Linked DNA regions of Mus musculus: all the other regions are linked to region 3. The links are chromatin contacts, called in public HiCAR-type, HiChIP or PLAC-seq and promoter capture Hi-C maps. All regions are on one chromosome and are shown on one strand. The core of a region is the stretch at or near the end of the contact, and the rest is flanking DNA. Distances in the headings are between cores, read along the strand shown. Region 1 holds the start of Clasp1 (CLIP associating protein 1). Region 2 holds the start of Ccdc93 (coiled-coil domain containing 93). Region 3 holds the start of Ptpn4 (protein tyrosine phosphatase, non-receptor type 4). Region 4 holds the start of Ddx18 (DEAD box helicase 18).

Region 1 (2,700 bases), core at 107-2,606, 1.4 Mb after region 3:
TAAGGCTCCAACTAATTGTTCTTTTAATTTAAGAAATAAACACAGTTATTTTTAAAATCTAGATATATTATGTAATGAGATTGACTTTGGAAAACCCCACACTCATCCAAGCAACTCATAAAATGGAAAGCAAGATTCAATCCGCTCCATTGTATCCAACCAGACCAACGTGCAAGATCACACACTCATCTTCGTCAGAGCGGCTCTGCCAATACCGAAGAACAACAAAGGCAAGTTGGAGAGGCTGCACAGGCTTAACTCAGCGCTTGTCCGCTCTTCCCTGCTTCGCAAAGATCCTATATGAGGGGCCCTCCTGGGACAAGGGGACCTTCCGCACCCCGCTGGGCCCCGGCTGCTCCGCTTTTGTCTGGCCCAGGCTGGGGGCACCGGCCGCCCGGCCTGCCTCCCCGACAACCCCTTCTTCCCTCTGAATCTTTCTCCACACCCATCACTCGCCGATGATTAGTTGTAGTGAGGTTTTCTCTCCTGGAGCCCCTTCCCGCTCAGTGTAATCTCGGTTCCTTTCAAAGAGATCCCGGGGCTGCTTTGGCGTCTCCCAAGCCGGCCAGGGGAGACTCCGGGTCAGGAAGGGGCCCCGGGGTGGGGTCTGAAAGAGACAGTCACACAAAGCCAGGCTTGACCCCACAGTCGCCCCACCTCCCCTCTGCAAAGCAGCCTACAATCAGAACTGAAGCCGGAGGCCGCGCGTCCTGGGTCCTCACCCAGATCCCATCCCAGGGCCGCCCCCTCCCCCAAAAGTGCACCCCAGAGCGGCTGACAGCACTGGACACCGTCCCCACCCGGACCCTGCGCCCGCCGCCGCTCGGAAAAGAAGCAGGGCCCTCCAGTGGACTCCATTCTGAGCATTCTTCGTCTTAAACCCGGTACTTACAGTTCTATTATTCACTACTGTTGCGGCTGCGGACCGGACAGCCACCGCCTTCTCCTCCACCCCAATGAGGTTAAGCGCTTGGTGCGGGGATTAAAAAAAAAAAAAAAAAAAATGAAAAACCAAAATGCGCCTGCGCAGAGAGGTCTCCCTGTGTCCTCTTACCGCCACCGGCCGGGCTGAACCATAGAGACTGTAATCTCAGCCCAGAGAGGTGGCTTCCTCTCTATGGTAACGCCCAGCGCTGGGGCCCGCATGAAGTTTCAGGTCCCGCCGCCTTTGCCTTTGACCCGAATGGCGACCCGTAGCATAAAGGTGCTTTAATAAAAAAAGGTGACCAAGGAGAATTTAAGGAATGTTTAGAGCCTTTAAAGGAGAGGAAGCAAAACTCGAGCAAGACTAGGAGAAGGCTGTGCGATAAAAGAGCTAGAGAGGAGTCAGGAGCGCTTCCAGCCGGAACTTCCTTTGATTGTCGAGGTGTTTGATACTTGAATTAAACAATCTTTCACTTCTGGGTTACGGGTGCCCGCTATTTACCGGGCGACTTCAGTGAAAGAAATTGGCCCCCGCGACTTCCCGTAGCTGACAGCGCGTTGGGCTTGTCCTGAATATGCGTACAAGCGCTGCTACCGGAAGCCCAGGTTTTAAACCGTTCTTCGCGCTTTAGCGAGCCAGGGCGCGAGGTGGAGGCTGCTGAGATTGGTGTGAGAGTGTGCCAGTTTCTTTTCTAAGTTCCTTCACAACAACGTCGCCTCGCGTCCCGCGTGGCCTTCAGGTTATATCTGAGGTTTTTGGGCTATGCAGATTGCAGCGCTACTTTCAAGGAGCCTAAGGACGCCCTGTTTTGTCCTTCTACGCCCGTGTGCTACCCAACAGTTTGGATTTGAGAGCTTTTGTGTTGCAGTTGTACACTGGTGAAAATCACTTTTAAAGTGTCGGATTGGCTTCCTCTGTCAAGACTGGGTGTTTATGGGGACTCTTTTGTGCGGGAATGTGTATGTATTGGGAGATGTGTGATAACGCCGTCAGATCTTCCGGACTTGGAAAGGCAAGCCAAAACAATAAAGCCAATCACAGACCTGTGTGGTGCAGAAAAGGTATAGGATTCACATGCAGGACGGGACTCGTGATTGAATATAGAAAAAGTAACATCTTTAAGATGTAAATGCAAGCAAGTTTACTAACCGTGGGTGGAAAACCCTGAAGCGCGTTCTAGAAAGAAATACCGCCGGGTCAAGGGCCGAGCGGAAGTGGGTGGTATGCTGGGAGAACAATGTGTGGAGAGTAGTCAACTGGAAAGGAAAAGAGAAACCCAAGAAAAGTTTGATAAGTTCAATGGGAAGGAATTTGTGCATATTAACAAAAGAAACGTTGTAGCTGGTTTTTATTGTACAGTTCAGTGCACTTACATTGTTAAGTAGCCACTCTTCTGCTTTCTTTTTGTCATACAAAAAATGCACCTGTTAATTTGTAATTCCTCTTTACCTTTAGCTCTGATTACCACCATTCTGCTTTCTATGGATTAAAATACTGAGAGTATTTTGAAAGTGGAGTCATATAGTCTTGGTCTTTTTATTTTTTTTAAGATTTATTTATTCATTATATGTAAGTACACTGTAGCTGTCTCAGACACACCAAAATAGGGCATCAGGTCTCATTATGGATGGTTGTGAGCCACCATGTGGTTGCTAGGAATTGAACTCAGGACCTCTGGAAGAGCAGTCAGTGCTCTTAACCGCTGAACCATCTCTCCAGCCCAGTCTTGGTGTTTTTATAACTGGTTCATTTCACATAGTCTAATAGACTCCAGA
Region 2 (2,700 bases), core at 95-2,594, 1.6 Mb before region 3:
ATCTGAACTATTACAACCCAGACCCCATGAAACTTTACCTAACCCAGGGCCACACATACCCACCCTTCATCACCTGGACACAGAACACTTCGACTCTGTAATGAGTAGGATGAAGATGTAACAGAAGGATTTGTGAGGGGCACGGGGAAGCAAGATCGGCGCAGCTGAATAAGAACGGGCACTAGGCACAGTGTCAAATAGGCACACCACACCTCTGCCAAAGCCTGCCTTCCAGCCTTAGAAAGAGATCCAGGTGCCTTAGAGGTGTTCCCTAATTCTCTCTGGAAACTGGGACTCTTCTCTAAGCTCAGAGCTTTGAGTAAAGCAACTAGGAGGACAACTGGAAATCCCACAGCCAAGCTCTAACGGTAGCCCACCGTTAGAGAGTGGTTGCACTTTTCTTCCCAGCCTACGTGGTAGTCCTGTTCATAGGATCGAATGAGTACTGGCTGAGTACTCGACTAAACCATTTCTGAAAAGGTCCTCCCTCCTTAGAACACGCAGCATGTTCCTGTCCCGACACAGGCACCACAGGAGAGAGTGTCCTCAACTCTGTCATCACCCTGATGTGCGCAGAGCTTCCAAACTTCCTTCACCCTCCCCGGCCCGTGGGACGGGGGGAGGGGCAGGAGGCTACAAGCCGGGTAGGTAGCGTGCCTTCCTGACAAAAGGGAATGAAAGGCTGGCCACATGGGTCCCGCAGAAGGTGTGTGTCCCAAGGTCACCGCCCCCTGCACACCGGGAGCAGGACAGTCCCACCGCTCATCTCGTGACTGCTGAGACTCCTAAGCGCAGCAGCCTTGGCCCGGGGGAAGCCAGTCTCGCAATGTGAGGGGCCTCCAGACAACCCGAGATAGGAATTCCCGGGGACCTCGTGATGTGTGAGGTTGCATCTGGGCCGGGATCTGGATGTTTCCTCTGTCCCCAGAGGACCCAGGAACCCTTAAGTTTGCACCCAGCGACACGATGCACCCTGGCACGCCGGGGGACCAGTCAGCTGCCCCTCCAGGGTACCTAGGGCCCGCCTTGGGACAGACACACCTGAGCAACCATAGACAGTGTCCCCGCCACCCCAGGCTGGTCCCTGCCCGCCGCCCTGGGCTCGGCCCTCTCTCCCCAGCAACCCCAGGGTGTCAGGGACAGAGGTCCTCACCTCCGGGAGTCCCTGGCCCTCTGGCCCCTTGGGTAACCCCATGATCCAGATGCGCTGATGTGGAGCCGGAGAGAGCGGGCCCTACAACCGAACTGTGATCCGGGTGGGGTGCAAAGCGGAAACTTCCTTCACAGGAGCTGACACTACCACAGCAGGTCGGAGAACCGTGGCCCCGCGGAGCATGCGCACTAGTGCTGAAGCGAGGAACCACTGCGCCTGCGCAAGGACAGCCAGCACTGCTGGGCGGGGCTGGATCCCGAGTAACCGATCCTCCCCTCAGAGGAGGTGCTGAACTCAAGATTCCTCCTAAGGTACTTTTTCTTTCTTTTAAAAATGTTTCTCTTTCTTTTTCTTTTTTCTTTTCCTACTTTTTCCTTTCTTTCCTAAGTTTTCTTAAAATGCTTTCTTATTGTTCCTCTTTTTTTCTTTTTTTTTTGTTCCTTGAGACAGTGTCTTAGCCAGCCTGGCTTAGCACTTCCTAAGGATGACTTTGTTCCCCTATAGTTTATAGGAATGCGCCACCATGATCAGTTCCTTTTTTTTTTTTTTTTTTTTTTTTTCGTTTACAAAGTAGCACGTTTCCTTATGGCATTTTCATATATCCTTAGTTTTACTTGAACACCCACCCTCTTTTCTCTACCATCTCCTTGCCGGTCCCTTCCCTTCTTAAATCCTTCTACCTCTAGTATTTCTCCCTTCAACTGTTATATCACCAGAGTTCTTTTAACTATTCCCACTTTCTAGTTTCTTGGCCTTCACGGAGCTTCTTAAAAGCTATTTCCCTGTGTCGTGAGGATCTCTTGCCTTCTGGCTCCCTTTCCTTTCCCTGGGTATCAGATTCTGAGTTTGGTTCTTTCCAAGCCTGGCTTGGACAGCTCCCAGCTCCTGAGTCAGTCCCAGCTAAGACCCAGTTCCAGCCATGTTTAACACACTCTTGTGCCAGCTATTAACATGTGGACCTGGGGACAGAGAACTCAAAAAGAGATCATTACATTTGTTCCTTCCTAGTCTCTGCATTTTATTTCCAGGAAAATTTTGTTTTGGAAAATAATCCTCACCCATCTCATCCTGACACCCTGCATCTTTCTGGGGACATGTTTTGTAAAATGCAGAGTCCGGTGATCACATACGATTAGCTGCTGTACCACTTATGCAATGTGCCCCTTGTCTGTCCCAGAGGATGGCAGCTATACAAAAGGGTTGTCTTTTTCCTGCCAGCCCAGCACCTGCTGCAGAACAGCTTACCAGCCTATTTTCATTTTGTAAGAGATGGAGGCAGAAGTGACATGAAGTCTTCTGCTGTAGGAGAGATCTTTACTGAAGGACGGGTGGAAAACTGGAAAAACATATGCTTCTTGCCATTAAAGAGGTTTTGTGTTTGCTTCCTTTCTTCCTCTTAATATCTCTGATAACTTTTGATTGTTTTTTCTTAGATTTATTATTTTATTTTAGGTGTATGACTGTTGTGCCTGTATGTATGCCTACATACCATGTGCATGCCTCTGGCTCAAAGAAATTCGAGGGTATGAGGTTCCCCTGGTACCTGA
Region 3 (2,700 bases), core at 187-2,686:
CTAACAAGAACCCTGGCCACAGAAAAGGGCACCCCCCCCACCCCCAAGTGGGTAAAAACGTCAAGGACTTTTGAGGTGGGTCAAAGGATAAAGGAAAGGAATTGGCTGCCAAGTCTGGCTCAATCCTTGCGACCCACATAGGATTACCAACTCTCAAACCTTGTCCTCTGATAGACAGACAGACACACAGACAGATGGACACACATATTTTAGGTGTATACAAAATAAAGAAATGTAAAACAAACAAACAAACAAACAAAAACGAAAAACAAGCAAAGAGGAAATGTGAGGGTCCTCCCAACTTACCCTTCCTTCATTTGATCCTAGTTGAGGTCACCTATTCTATAGGAATGTTCTATCATCATCAAGTTTGTATTACCCAGAAAATATTAAGGGTATACCCTCCTCAAGGTCATGGCATGATAATACCAACCCTCATTCTTAAAATGATTGAACGACTTTGATTTAAAAAGCAGTGTTCCTTGCACACAGAAAGCACCTATCCTTTGTTTTATCCATGAAACGTCTTTTGCTTAGGCTTTGTTTTCAAGGGCCTTATGTTTAGGAGAACTGATTGAAAACTGCACTTCAAAGCCTATACCCTCTATTAGCACTTAGTTGGGACAACCTGATGCCAGGAGGTCGAGTTTCCCCACTCTGTGCTATTGCCCCTCTTTTGTGTCCCTAGAGTCCGTCAGTAAGTACATCTTAGAAGAGGGAGGAGGGGCAGAACTGACAGTCAAGGAACCAATCGCTGCCTGGCGATGGGGTGTGGACACAGAGCCACGCCCTCCCCTCCCAACCCGCTAAATCCCGTCTCTCTCGCACCTGTGAGTACCAGTGCTTCTAGGCAGGCGCCCGCGCTCCGAAACCGGGTAGGAGGCGGGAAGGAGGCGGAGCAGAGGGCGTGGCTTCACCTCTCGCGAGACCGCCTCCTGTTGCCGAGGCCGCCGTTCCGGGGCTCTGACTGGTCGGGGGCTGCGCAGCCGCCATGTTCGGTTGCTATGCTGCGGCCTCGGAGACGGGGTGTGCTTGAGAGAGGAGGAGGAGACGGAGGAGGCGGTGGAGGCGAGGGAGGAGGAGGAAGGAGAGGAGGAGGAGAAGGAGGAGGAGGGTGACCGAGGCTCTCCTTTGCACTCTCACACAGAGCCGCCTCCCTGGAGTCACCCGCCGCTTCACGCCGCGCGCGCTTCCCTGCTCCGCGGACGCGACATTGTTCTTTTAAGACTCCCGGGAGCTGTCAGAAATCGGGGCTCCGGGACTTGAAAGAGACTTGACTTCGGCCCGCAGCTTGCGGGGACCGCGGCACTTTCGGGGCGCGTGTGAAGGGATTAGCTCATCTCGCCGCGAGGTGCGAGCGCGCGCCTCCCCGCGCACGCCAGCCCCGCCGCAGCCCCGCAGGATGACGGGGTGCAGGCGGCCCGCGGCCGTGGCGCGGCCGCTGTGGCGGCGGCTGTTCTCGGGACGCTGAGGGCGAGCACCTCGACGCGGACCACGCGCTTCTTTCACCCGGCCGCGAGCCCGGGGCCTCCTGCCTTTTTGTATTTGGATTCCCCCCCCCCCCCCCCTTTCTCCAGCCGGGAGGACGCGGCTGTGATAACGAAGGTAAGAGAGGCGCTTGGGGCGGTCCTTCGCTCGGCCTGTTTGGGCCCCCTTTGCAGGTCGTGGGCGCGCACCTGAAGCTCGCCGAGCCGGGCGGCCAGACTACCCGATCGACTTCCCTTTTCTTAGTGGGTCGGAGCACTCGAATCTTCCTGGGGTTTATAGTTGAAATCTGCTAGGGATGAGTGCACGGGAGAAGGGGTGGAATAGATGCGGAGATGAAATGTTCCTAAACTCAAGGTAAGGCTGGAGAATCTTCAGTATTTCATTTGTGGGATTCTTTTTTCTAATTGTTAATGTTAGGTTAATTGACTCATATAAGCATCTTTATTTTTTTTCCGCACGCGGTAGGAACACACGCTATCTTCCATTGAACTTGAAAGTCTCTTGTGACTTGCTAGTATTATACTTGCTTTTAGGAATCAGTAGTTGGGCCCAAAAAGTTGAGATGTAGAACATCTGAACTTAGATTTTTCATGCTGCTTTGGAATCGTCCCTACCTTCATGATGTTTAGATTCAGCGTGAGTATGTAGTCAAGAACAGATCGGTGTTTGTGGGGTTTTGTAAAATGTTAAGCACAGTCATTTGTGGCTTTCTGGCTTTACATTTTTGTTTCGGTGTCAATGTTTGTTTTATAGTTACTTACAGGAAAAATGGAGCGTATGATTATCCTTTGTGGACAGGAACTGTGCTTACCAAAGCGTAGACACCTCAATTGTCCCAGGACGATTTCTGGAAATCAGTTCAATCAGAGATTCAAGAAAAGCTAGATGTGTGTGTGTGTGTGTGTGTGTGTGTGTGTGTGTGTGTGTGTGTGTAGGTAGTTAAATGCATGTATGGATGCATTTGCTGGGGTTTCTAAAGTAATGGAACAATTTACAGTTTCAATGATAATCCATATCGATGTTTCCCTGAAACTTATGTCAGAGACTTTATGTTTGGCTTTGCATCACAGAGTGACATCAGTGTGGACAAGGACTACGTAGGGGGTTTTAAAAACTGCCTGTTCCAGGAGGACTAGTCATACCTAACTTTTGGAATAAGCAATTCAAGAAATACTGAGTGTGTGACCAGATCTTGGGTCCAGATGAAATAAC
Region 4 (2,700 bases), core at 102-2,601, 1.7 Mb before region 3:
TGACAACAAGAATAGCCATCACAGATGTCAGTCACTATCCATCTTGAGACATGGTTTCTCCTAGACCTGGTCTTACAGGGATGCTGGCCTCTGAGCACCAGTACAACTGGCTTTCTTCCTATGAGAGGTAGATGGAACTCAGGGCTTGTATTTGCAAGGCAATCACTTTATAGACTAAGGCATCTCCTCAGCCCCAATTATAATACTTCTATAGACTTAGGAGTAATGTGTAGCTCCATTGAATGGTGACTGACATGAAAGAGGCCCTGGGTTCAATACCCAGAACTGCAATACTGAATTAAAGACTCTATCTGCATGCCCATCCCGGGACTGACTGACTGCTGACTCTCTCTCTCTCTCTCTCTCTCTCTCTCTCTCTCTCTCTCTCTCTCTCTCTGTCACACACACACACACACACACACACACACACACACACACACACACACACACACACACAATCTATGCACAATGGAGGCTGAAGGAAGACATCACCCAAATGTCCATCCTGAAACCAGGATCTTTCTCAGGCAGCGCACGAACTTCCCTGTCGGTATGTTTTCTGTAACTGTGTTTCTGTCTTCGTGGAAGTTGTGTAAAAATTCAGTGTTTTACCTATGTCATTCACCATACATCTACCGCAAACTAGCACAAAAGTGAAAGAAAGAAAGAAAAAGAAAGAAAGAAAGAGACGAGAAGAGAAGAGAAGAGAAGAGAAGAGAAGAGAAGAGAAGAGAAAAAAAGAAAAGAAAAGAAAAGAGAAAAAAAGAAAAGAAAAGAAAAGAAAAGAAAAGAAAAGAAAAGAAAAGAAAAGAAAAGAAAAGAAAAGAAAAGAAGAGTGCAACGCCCTGAAAAATTGAGGGAAAACTATACGGTGAGAAAAGACGTTTGTGTGATACAGGGTCCAAATTGAAGTGGGTTTGTTGTTGGGTTTTTGTTTTTGTTTCTTTAGTCTTTTTGTTTTGTTTGGAAGGCACTGGGGTGGAGGGGTGGAGTGCTGCCCTGTGGACCAGGCTGGTCTCAGCTCAGAGATCCACTTGCTCTTGCCTCCCTCACGCTGAGACTAAAGGTGAACACCACCATCCCCGTCTCCCAAGAAGGTTTTAAGACTTAAACCTCTTCTGACAGGATACTGGCACCTCTCTAGCAGTGAAGGGAAAGAGACTCTTCTGAGCCACAAGGAATTCCGTCTTCCAATCGGCTTTTTTATTGTGCAGTCTTGGTTTGTAAAACTCTGGGGCCATTAGCAAGGCGAACGGGTTCACAACGAGTCGTCCTCCAGTCGCCAGGGGGCGCTGCAGGAAATTCGGTCTCCAAAGGGAACCCAGCTCTCACCAGGAACTGTTTCCGCCCGAAGCATTTCCGCCCCGCGGGTCCGCAGGCTCCAGCGGTACACTTCCGACTTGCAATTGCGCACGTGCATCTGTCTCGGTGCAGACGGCTGGGCGGCCTGGCAAGATGTCGCAGTTACAGATGAAACTCCTGCGCAGGAAGATCGAGAAGCGGAATGCCAAGCTGCGGCAGCGAAACCTGAAGCTGCAAGGTGAGCTGTGCTGAACCCCGCACTGGCGAACGACGTGGGGAACCCAGGAACTCGGCGGTGCGCTGGGCAGCTTCCGGCGGGAGCCGGGGATGCGCGGCACGAGCAGGCCGCCTGGGTCCCAGCCCCCGTGGACCCTTCATTGGTTCTGCCCTTTGCCGGCGTGGCTTTCTCGACTCAGGGTGAAAGCGGGAGGCCTCGGACTTTCTTCCCCAACTTTCTATTGGCAAGAAAACCTGCAGATTACCCTAGACCCCCCCATCAGCATCTTTAGTCCCCACGTAGAACTTTGTATCCATTACGGTTCCCGACTTTCACTTAATTGCTCGATCTCATCCCCTGCCCAAACTTACGAATTGTTTTCCTCGGAGCTTTCCCAGTGATACAGCTCTCTCCCCCAAACCCGTTCTTTTCATTCCTGCAGCGATCCTCTTCATATGTTAGGCAGAACCCTCCCAGTGTTTTTTGTCGCGCACAACTTAGTGAATTCCTTAACGTCTTGGTTTTGGCACAAGGGCTTAAATGAAAAATTTACACATGTCACTTTCTTGTTGCAGTTTCTGTAGCTTGTTTAGGTTACCTACCTGTAGGGGTTCTTAGCCTTTGTAATGCTGTACCCCTTTAATACAGTTCCTCATATTGTGTTGACACACACACACCATAAAATAACCTCGTTGCTACTTCATGGCTGTAATTTTGCTATTATGAATCGTAATGTAAATATCTGGTATGAGACAACTGTAGTGGGGGTTGGGGGGTCGAGAGATCAGTATGTTGAGGATCGCTGAATAATTGTCTAGACCCACGCAATTTTCAACAGATAGTATTTGAAAGACATCCCAGAGGGGATGGTGGATTTTAGGCAAAAGTATTGATGTTCCTTCACTTAGTACCTGTAGAATAATTAATGCTACTTAGTAGCTACTTCTTGGTGTGGGTAATGATGTAAATTAAAGATGGTGTTGCCTTCATTCTCTTTGTATGAAAATGGAAAACTTGTGAGGATAGTTTGGGGCTTTAATAGGGTTTTAATGAGTGGTTTTCGTTTACTGAATTTTCAGTTCACCAAAGTCTAGGAAAGTTGGGTTTGAATGAAGTGAAATTATATAAGTAATAATTGTGGGAATGCGAAGTAAATATCATTCAGTTATATTTATCAGACA

The links. HiCAR-type assays count read pairs that join an accessible place to other places. HiChIP or PLAC-seq counts read pairs in DNA pulled down with a chosen protein or histone mark. Capture Hi-C pulls out chosen DNA fragments and counts their contacts.
Region 1: a HiCAR-type map of astrocytes shows a contact between it and region 3, with 3 times the contacts expected there. The contact joins the promoter of Clasp1 here to the promoter of Ptpn4 in region 3. A contact is called at or near these places in 2 of 39 promoter capture datasets (cranial neural crest and pre-B cells), 1 of 484 Hi-C or Micro-C datasets (CD4 T cells) and 1 of 115 datasets of contacts at active chromatin or transcription factors (astrocytes).
Region 2: an HNF4G HiChIP or PLAC-seq map of pancreatic cancer cells shows a contact between it and region 3. The contact joins the promoter of Ccdc93 here to the promoter of Ptpn4 in region 3. A contact is called at or near these places in 2 of 115 datasets of contacts at active chromatin or transcription factors (astrocytes and pancreatic cancer cells) and 1 of 9 other capture datasets (liver).
Region 4: a promoter capture Hi-C map of liver shows a contact between it and region 3, with 2.2 times the contacts expected there. The contact joins the promoter of Ddx18 here to the promoter of Ptpn4 in region 3. A contact is called at or near these places in 1 of 39 promoter capture datasets (pre-B cells) and 1 of 9 other capture datasets (liver).

The regions. Positions count from the first base shown.
Region 1 is chr1:118,387,714-118,390,413 of GRCm38.p6, reverse strand. Clasp1 (CLIP associating protein 1) reads right to left here and starts at 1,356. Exons shown (of 43, transcript NM_001359328.1): 1 at 893-1,356.
Region 2 is chr1:121,429,711-121,432,410 of GRCm38.p6, reverse strand. It overlaps Ccdc93 (coiled-coil domain containing 93), which reads right to left and starts at 1,344. Exons shown (of 24, transcript NM_001025156.2): 1 at 1,154-1,344. The coding sequence starts at 1,195. Gm35243 (a long non-coding RNA gene) reads left to right here and starts at 1,343. Exons shown (of 2, transcript XR_387343.4): 1 at 1,343-1,464; 2 at 2,182-2,700.
Region 3 is chr1:119,835,807-119,838,506 of GRCm38.p6, reverse strand. It overlaps Ptpn4 (protein tyrosine phosphatase, non-receptor type 4), which reads left to right and starts at 1,436. Exons shown (of 27, transcript NM_019933.2): 1 at 1,436-1,605.
Region 4 is chr1:121,566,631-121,569,330 of GRCm38.p6, reverse strand. Ddx18 (DEAD box helicase 18) reads left to right here and starts at 1,351. Exons shown (of 13, transcript NM_025860.3): 1 at 1,351-1,540. The coding sequence starts at 1,456.